Regions from separate parts of the Mus musculus genome. Here region 1 is linked to region 2. A link is a contact called in public promoter capture Hi-C data. All regions are on one chromosome and are shown on one strand. Each heading gives the region's core, a stretch centred on a gene start, on an enhancer-like site or on the middle of the called end of the contact. The rest is flanking DNA. Distances are from core to core; before and after follow the strand shown.

Region 1 (4,467 bases), core at 4-2,503, 330 kb after region 2:
CTCCAGTGGCCTTAGGTGACCCCTGTAGGGTCGTTCAACCAACCAAAGGGGTCTCGACCACAGGTTGAGAACTGCTGTTCTAAGGAAAAGCCAAACAGCTCCATTTCCTAGCACTTTTGCTCCATCCTATCAGTTTGTTCTCTGATGCAAGCGATCTAATCACTGGGCTAGGGAGATGGCTCAACCATCCCTCTTCAAGTAAACCTGGGTTGGATTCTCCACACTTATATGGTGGTAACTGTAACCGGTTCCAGAGGATCCCACAGCAGTAAGCATACAAGTGGTTCACAGACATATGTGCCAGTCAAACACCCACACACGTAAACAACAGTAAAATAAATAAAAACGTATAAAGAGCTCTAATAACCTTGAAGCAGTTTATTTAAGACTTTTATTTTTTTAGATGGGCAACTTCAGCATAGTGCCCGGGCCTAGCTTTGAACTCTCGATCTTCCTAACTCAACCTCCTGAGTAGGTGTGGTGAAGGATTAACAGTACAGCTAAACATCTTATTTTCCAAAAGAAGTCACTTCCTGATTGGGTACCCTTAGTTTTACAAAACCAGTGTAGGCATAAGTAGGAGTGAAGGAAGGATGATGGGAAATAAGGGATGTGGGAATGGGGCAGGGCAGTTAACGCGGCTCAATGGGTAAAGGAGCTTGCTACCAAGCCTATGATGTCTCACTCCCAGAATGTCTTCTGACCTCCACAGCACACGTAGGACACACAGTAAATAAAACGTGACTTTAAAAAAAAACAGAGGGAGCGCGGAGGAGGCGAGGTAGGTTAAGAAATTCAAGAGGTGAGGCTGGAGCAACGTAGTAAAAGGATCTGAGTTCAAGTCCCAGAACCCAAAATCTGGCAGCTCACAAGCACCTGTAACATCGGCTCAAAGGGCTCTGGCTCCCTCTTCCGGCCTCCGTGGACACCGCCCACATATGGCGCATGCGCTCGCCCACATCGATAAATAAAAACAAACCAGTGGGGGTGTAGTGGCGTGCACCTTTCCTCTCATCAATCGGGAGGCCGAGACAGGACGATCTCTGATACCAACAACACATTGGCTCGACCTCCGAGCACCACAGTGGCAGGCCTAAGCTTCCGAGCTGGGCCGCCACCTCTATATAACCTTCCGTGCCTAGTCTTCCCCTTTGTTAAATGGGTGAAGTTCCGACTTCCAGGATCCGAGCCGCTACCGCGACAGTTGCGCTGAGCGCGCGCTCCCGGGGCGGGGCTGCGCCAGGCGGGAACGGAGGCCCCGCCCCGTCCTGTGCCCGGCTGATTTAAGACCCAGTTGTTTCTACGCTGGCGGCAGCGCCTTTCCCGGGCAGGCCCCGGCCTTAGCGCTCCGGCGGCGAGCCGTGCAGGTTAGCGCTCGACGACCGCGAGCTTGCGGCGAGGCCGCGCTCGCCCTTTAGGACTCCTTGGCGACCCAGACGGTAGGTCGGCGCCGGAGAGCGCGTCTGCATCTTGATTATCTCCGGCCTTGTAAGGGTCACCTCTTGTGAAAACAGTCAGGACGATCAATCTGCGTCCAGCACAGCGTGCAGGGGAACGGCTGGAGGGCTCGAAGCACGCCTGCGTCAGAGTTCGGCGCTCTGCGCTCCTGCGCGTGGGACCCCGGCTGCCTGCGCAGGGTGGGGGTGAAGCCTAAGGTCACGTCCTGTGGGCGGCTCCGCTGAGGACCCCTGGGCGGTTGAAACCCTCGTGGCTGGGTGCCTAACTGGCCTGCAAAACTTTATTTGTAGGTGTAGTTCAACAACATTCTGAGTTGGTAAAACGGAACTTACTGGTAAAACATAACTAAATAGCTTTTGTTGACAAGTCGATTGTTATTAATTCTTGATGCTTCATGCAAGGCAAGAACCGTTATCGCGGCTTTGCAGGTGGAACACTGTTGGCACCTGAAAAAGGAGCATTTCACATAAACTCACACAGAAAACATGGGGGGCGGGGCGGAGCCACAAATTAATGTCTCGAATTGCGCCTCCTCAGCTGATTCCTCTAGACCACGCTACAAAACAAACGGCTAGTTGCTTTCATGTGACTCATAAAAGGAGCGAATAAACCAATGTTCTGTGGACGTGAAGCGTTAAGTACTAATAAGCTTCAGACTCGGGGCTGCCTCGGGCTCAGCTGCCATTTGGAGGAGTGGGTAAAGCAATAAGGGAAAGAATGGGCAGGCAATGTTTGTGTTGCTGTTGAGTTTCTCATTGCTCTCTGTTGATGACATTCTTTTCAAGGTGCTCCAGGTTCTGGCAAAACACCTATCTGTATAGCTATGTCCCCACACTAACCACTGCAGTGCATTGTTACTGGAAAAGCTGTTGTAGTTCAAGTGTCTGTCGCTCTTGCTCCCAGACAGATAGCTCTTTCATGAGATGACACTGACAGAGAAGCACCAGAAAGAAACTGTGATATTCCACAGTTGAGCTATAAAGGGGGCAAAAGGTATACTGGGACCCACACCCCTTAGTTTACTGGGAACACGACAGACAGCAACAGTTTGTAGCTCCAGCAAAATGGTAACGGTAGGAAGACGCCTTCCATTAGAACTTAGTGGATTTGGGTGGTGTACTGGCTGGTTTTGTGTCAACCTGACAGCTGGAGTTATCACAGAGAAAGGAGCTTCAGTTGAGGAAATGCCTCTATGAGATCCAACTGCAAGGCATTTTCTCAATTAGTGATCAAGGGGGAAAGGCCCCTTGTGGGTGGGACCATCTCTGGGCTGGTAATCTTGATTCTATAAGAGAGCAGGCTGAGCAAGCCAGGGAAAGCAAGCCAGTAAAGAACATCCCTCCATGGCCTCTGCATCAGCTTTCTGACCTGCTTGAGTTCCAGTCCTGACTTCCTTTAGTGATGAACAGCAGTTTGGAAGTGTAAGCTGAATAAACCCTTTCCTCCCCAACTTGCTGCTTGAGTTCCAGTCCTGACTTCCTTTAGTGATGAACAGCAATGTGGAAGTGTAAGCTGAATAAACCCTTTCCTCCACAACTTGCTTCTTGGTCATGATGTTTGCGCAGGAATAGAAACCCTAAGACAGGCGGGTAGGGGTGAAGTAGGAGTGGTTCTGTTTAGAGTCATACTTTGGACAGCTTGGGAGAGATTTTGTTCTTGGAATGGAAGGTATTCTGGTATTTATTTGTAAGTTTTCCATAAAATGCTAAAGAATTTGGGGACCCTGATGTCTGATATAGCCCTGCTCTATAAGAAACATCTCTGAGCCAGATGTGATGGCATGAACTTTTAATCCTGGCACCCAGGAGGAAGAGGGTCAAGGTTCTAGGCTTGACTCTGGCACAGAATTTGAGCCCAGAGTTGGCTTGTGAGACTGCCTAAGGTAGCTTGAGCAGCAGCCAGGGGTTTGTTCAACTTGCATTTTCTCCCATTTGTTTCCATACAGATAATACCAAGAAAACGAGATGGCGTCTGGAGATTTCTGTGCACCTGGAGAAGGTGTAGAAATGCTGCTGCAAGGTAAGGGGAGTGTCCTGGTTAGGGTCTCATTGCTGTGAAGAGACACCATGACCAAGGCAACTCTTATAAAGAAAAACATTTAACCGGAGTGGCTTACAGTTTCAGTCCATTATCATCATGGTGGGAAGCATGGCAGCATGCAGGCAGACATGGGGCGGGAGTTGGGAGTTGCTCAGAGTTCTACCTCTTGATCTGCAGGCGGCAGCAGGAGACTGTGTCTCACACTGGACATAGCTTGAGTATATATAAGACCTCAAAGTCCGCCTCCACAGTGACACACTTCCGTAAGGCCACACCTCCTAATGGTGCCACTCCCTATGGCCAAGCATTCAAACACATGAGCCTATGGGGGCCATACCTATTCACCCCCACCACCTGCAAAAAAAAAAAAAAAGGCCTGGTGACTTTCCCAGAGGTCTCGTCCAGATCCTTGCTTCCTGAGATGACAGAGGTTCACAAGGCCCACTAGAACGGTTTCACTCACAGCACCCGGTTCTGAGGAAAGTAGAATCTAGGAGTTTTTGGGGCACTCTAATAAGAAGCAGGTTGGACCAACTCTTCATACTGATTCAGTACCTGTTACTGCAATAGATGCATCGTGGCAGTCTGTTGCCAAGGTAAGGGTGGCTAGCTTGTCCCTTTTGTGTTTGTTTGTTTTTGTTTTTCGAGACAGGGTTTCTCTGTGTAGCCCTGTCTGTCCTGGAACTCACTCTGTAACCAGGCTGGCCTCGAACTCAGAAATCCGCCTGCCTCTGCCTCCTGAGTGCTGGGATTAAAGGTGTTCACCCCCATACCCGGCCAAAAAGATTTATATCTTATTCTGTAAAATGACTTTAGACATAATAATCCAAAGCATAAATGTGTATGAGTGTGTGTGTGTGTGTGTGTATGAGTGTGTGTGTGTGTGTGTGTGTGTGTGTGTGTGGTAGATAATGGTAAAAGATGTCAGCAGAGCCCCCTGGGAGAGAGATGGGGTAACCAAAGGACACC
Region 2 (4,224 bases), core at 800-3,299:
CAGCACTGTCCTCACTGATGCCCAGTTCCCCTCCCGCAGACGCCGTGCCTCCTCCAGGGCCCCGTCCCCGTATAGAGCTGTGAACTCCGCCTGTGGGAGAGAAGGGAAGTAGAGAAAGGAGAAAGGGAGATCAGGAAAGGATAGTGGAGAGACGAGGGAAGGAAGAGTTCCAGTTCCATCCACTGTGAGCACTGCCCCCATCCCCAGCTGCTCCAGCCGAAGCTCTACTGCACACAAGCCCCTCCGAACCCCGTTCCTGGCTCCTCTGCACTGTCTACGTGATGTCAGCCCCATCCCTTCCATGGCAATAAAGTTCCGTTCAGAACTGGCATCCTTTGCTAAGGCTTGCCTAGCCATGACCCATCCCTGACCGGCCTCACCACCCATACTATGTACGCAGGGGTCACAATTATTCGCTGAAGGTTCTCTGTTTATAAAACTCTATATTCAGTCTTCTGCTTGGGACCGTGAAGCCCATCCAGCTACTACTACATGGTAGCCCTGGAGTACTGTGAGCTTGATGCTCTCAGTCTGATTCCACTTAAATAAGGGAACTCAGCCCTTCCCAGCACAACCCCAGCCTCCCATCAGAGGCCCTATTTTCCCATGAAGACCAACTTTGTAGAGGGATGCGGAGAGCAGCAATTGAGAACTTCTTACCCAGCCCCCACTGCTGTGGATCCAGTCAGCCAGACGTGTCTCCAGGTAGGCCACCATCCAATCCTGCACTTGTCCCACCAAAGGCTCCATTTCTTTGTTGACACTCTCAGCACACAGGGCAGCCCCAAAGACAAAGAATGCCACAAGACGGCCCCAGTTAGGGCCCCCTTGGAAAAGTTCGTCGGAAACCTGGGTGAAGCGTTGCTGGGCTGAGCCTGGGGTCACGTGTAGCTGAGCGGCCAGGTCAGAGAAGGTGCGGCGGAAACGGGTCTCAAACTCGTCTCCAGCAGCCCGCATGGCTTGGTGCAGCGGGTCGGCGGCTGGGCCTTCCCCAGGGCCAGCTCCACAGACATAACCCTTCTGCCTCAGCTTATAGCCTACAAAGTCAGCCACTAGAGCCCGTGTGTCTGGGGTTGAGGCTGGGGTCGCCATCCGGGCGGCTGAAAGGGGCAAGGATGACAGACTGACATAAATATAAGGAAATTATTGACAGAGAGCAAGAAGGGACATTTCCTATTTGATCAAGCTCCTGAGATAGGTGAAATGCTCAGAGGCACTGGGCAGGGCCAAGAAAGAGCAACGGATTTAAGTCATGGGGAGGTTCAGAGCATAAGCAGCTGGCCACGTATAACATGTCAAATTAAGTGTGCAACAGGAAATCTTATTTTTAGACTACTTCAGATTCCTTTCATACGACAGCACCAGCTGTATGCCACCTCTATACACACACACACACACACACACACACACACACACACACACACACACACACACACCCCTTTTTGGCTATAGGAAGGGGCTTAAGACCTCCCCAGGAGCATGATGCGAAGATGTTGGCAGAGGCACAAGATAGGGAGGAGACAGGGGCTGAATAGGAAGATGGGAAAAGCCAAGGGCTGTAATGGGGCAGAAAGGAAGAGGACACTTACCCAGCCTGGATGGCAGCTCTTAGGACCCAGTGCTGGTGGCAGGGAGCCCCCAGCTGAGGCCTTTCATCCTCCCGGCTAGAGTGGAGCCCTGAAAAGGGGAGGGAGAGAGAACTAGGTGGGAAAGGCCTGGGTCTGGCCCGGAAAGAACTGGAACTGCAGCGCCTGGGACTGGGCCCCTACCTCCAAAGCTTTGCCAGCTGTGGGACCGATTCCGTGTTTAATGACTGCCCTCTTGGGAAACCCGGGACCACGGGCTTCCTGCCGACACCATCTCTATTCCCGGTACCCCCAAGAGCAGCCCAAAGGCCCAGCTCCTCCCATTCCCCCACCCTTAGCTGGTCTCCAACCCCGCCCGCCAGCCAGGTTAAGGAATCTCACGGGTCAGGCCGCAGCCGGGATCCGGAATCCGGTTGTTTCCTGGTGGAGGAGCTGGGAGGGAGGGAGGGAGGGAGGGAGAAAGGGAGGAAGGGAAGGAAGGAAGGAGGGAGGAGGGGAGGGCAGGGAGGGAGGGCCCGGCGCCGGGTGATGATGGGACACAGAGATGCGTCCAGAGAGAGGGGCGGGGCTGGGAGGCAGGGCTGGGAAGAGCCACAACTCCAGGAAGAGAGGGCCATTGAAGGGCTGTTCAGAGGCCATAGTGACCTGTGCCGGCTGCCTGCGAAGCCCGCAGTGTCCCCAGAGAAACACACCGGGCCTCAGCAGCTCAGTGCAAATTCAGCATTTCCGGAAGGTCTCTTCTGTTCACGCACTTGTTGAACTTTCCAGCTTGGATTGCGTGCCTAGGAAAAGCAGAGCAGTTCCTATTAAGCTGGGAACAACCTCTTGCCCTTGTGGGGCTAGTAGAAACACTAAACACAAAAATACTTCCCCTCAGGACCTTTAATGCAGTGGGCTCTTCCTTGGCTGGAGTTTCAGCTAGGTATCAAGGTGTCAGGCCTTGGTTTACAGTGTCCACAAGCAATCTTCATCTTTTGTAATCAGATTGATTTTCTTTTCATTTGTTACCCACCACAGGAGTTAATTCTTACTATTTAAAACAAAAATCAAACAATAAAAGGCACAAATTGATACAAGCTTACTAATCTTACACACCCTCTCTAAATACAGGTTACCAATGTTGGGTTAATACCTGTTTTACAGATTACATATATCTATAATTTACATGTGAATATCTACATTCACATATACATGGATTATATATACATTTATCCATACACATATGTTTATATAAATATGTGCTTTTATATATACACATACAATATAAATATGTTTATAAGTATAAATATATATGTTATATATAATTTATAAATGTATCAATATACATATAAATATAAAGTATATCAGTATAGTATATGTAAATATTTTTATATTTTTATATATTCCATATACATATTTATAATATACACATATATGTATATATAATATACATATATCTATTTATATGTGCATTTATGTATATATATATATGTAAAAATATGTATATATAAAAACCGAGTGTGTGTGTATTTTGAAACATGGTTTCTTCTCTGTGTAGCCCTGGCTGCCCTGGAACTCACTTCTATAGAGCAGGCTGGCCTCGATCTCACAGGGATTGGCCTGCCTCTGCCTCAGACACTATGGGATTAAAGGCCCGAGGCACCACTATCCAGCATGTGATAATATCTTTCTGTAGAGCAAGTTTCCAGGGCAAGAAGCTTTCTGACTACAGCAGATCCACAGGAGGGCACTCATCAGTGTGCTGATCCTCCCACCTCTCCCCCCACCCAGGACTCCTGAAGGTTGCCATTTCTTCAGCTCTGGAACTCCAGTTAAGGCCAGAAAGAGGCAACCCAATTATGCTTCTTTCCTTCAGTTCTTTCTTGTTACTTCCCCTTGCTTCTCCCACTAAACCTTGATGTTCCCACTTGTCTGTGTGGTCACCGGAGAAGCCACAATGATCATAGTAGCAATCCATTATGGGAATTGATTGTTTTGATTGTTCTCTCTCTCTCTCTCTCTCTCTCTCTCTCTCTCTCTCTCTCTCTCTCTCTCTCTCTCTCTCTCTCTTCCTTGTAGGTCAGTCTGACCTTGAACTCACAATCTGTCTATGCCAGCAGTCCAAATGGTATTGCAGGTGTGAGCCACAGATCTTTCTTTACATGTATAAGTTTTATTCTCACCTCATTCCTGAGACTGCTTGATCCTTATTCCTTGAAAAGGGGAAGCTGAGACTTGGAAGGATTAAACCATTTACCCAAATCCACACATCCAAGGAGAGGAGTGAGGACTTCAGTCTAAATCAGTCTGACCTGTGTTTGAACTCTTGACAATGAATGCCTCAGAATGACCTCCTTTCCCTCTGGCAGTCAGTGCTGTTGTTCCAGCTGGAATCCACAGCAGTTCTGAGTTCCTGCTCAGTCCTTTGCTCTGAACGTACAGCCTGTTCCACTTCTGTGCAGTTCTAGCGTTCTACCTGTCCCCGTGTCTCCTTTGTTCTTAAACTGATCATTCTAGATGCCACCTGCAGGACACCCCCATTTGTTTTTAGAGACAGATCTGGTTGGGGTACAGGCATCGCCCACAAACCACATGGACACTGATTTCAATCAAGCAGGGACAGTTTATTGAAAACACACCTCAGGACTGAATGATCAAA

What was found. Promoter capture Hi-C pulls out the DNA fragments that hold promoters and counts their contacts.
Region 1: a promoter capture Hi-C map of liver shows a contact between it and region 2, with 2.7 times the contacts expected there. The contact joins the promoter of Haus4 here to the promoter of Bcl2l2 in region 2. A contact is called at or near these places in 10 of 39 promoter capture datasets (the 3T3-L1 cell line, the HPC-7 cell line, cranial neural crest and 5 more), 3 of 115 datasets of contacts at active chromatin or transcription factors (bone marrow-derived macrophages, memory CD8 T cells and pancreatic cancer cells) and 2 of 9 other capture datasets (adipose tissue and liver).

The regions. Positions count from the first base shown.
Region 1 is chr14:54,551,147-54,555,613 of GRCm38.p6, reverse strand. It overlaps Haus4 (HAUS augmin-like complex, subunit 4), which reads left to right and starts at 1,253. Exons shown (of 10, transcript NM_145462.2): 1 at 1,253-1,439; 2 at 3,404-3,477. The coding sequence starts at 3,423.
Region 2 is chr14:54,881,250-54,885,473 of GRCm38.p6, reverse strand. It overlaps Bcl2l2 (BCL2-like 2), which reads right to left and starts at 2,049. Exons shown (of 4, transcript NM_007537.1): 1 at 1,968-2,049; 2 at 1,590-1,677; 3 at 661-1,100; 4 at 1-90. The coding sequence starts at 1,092.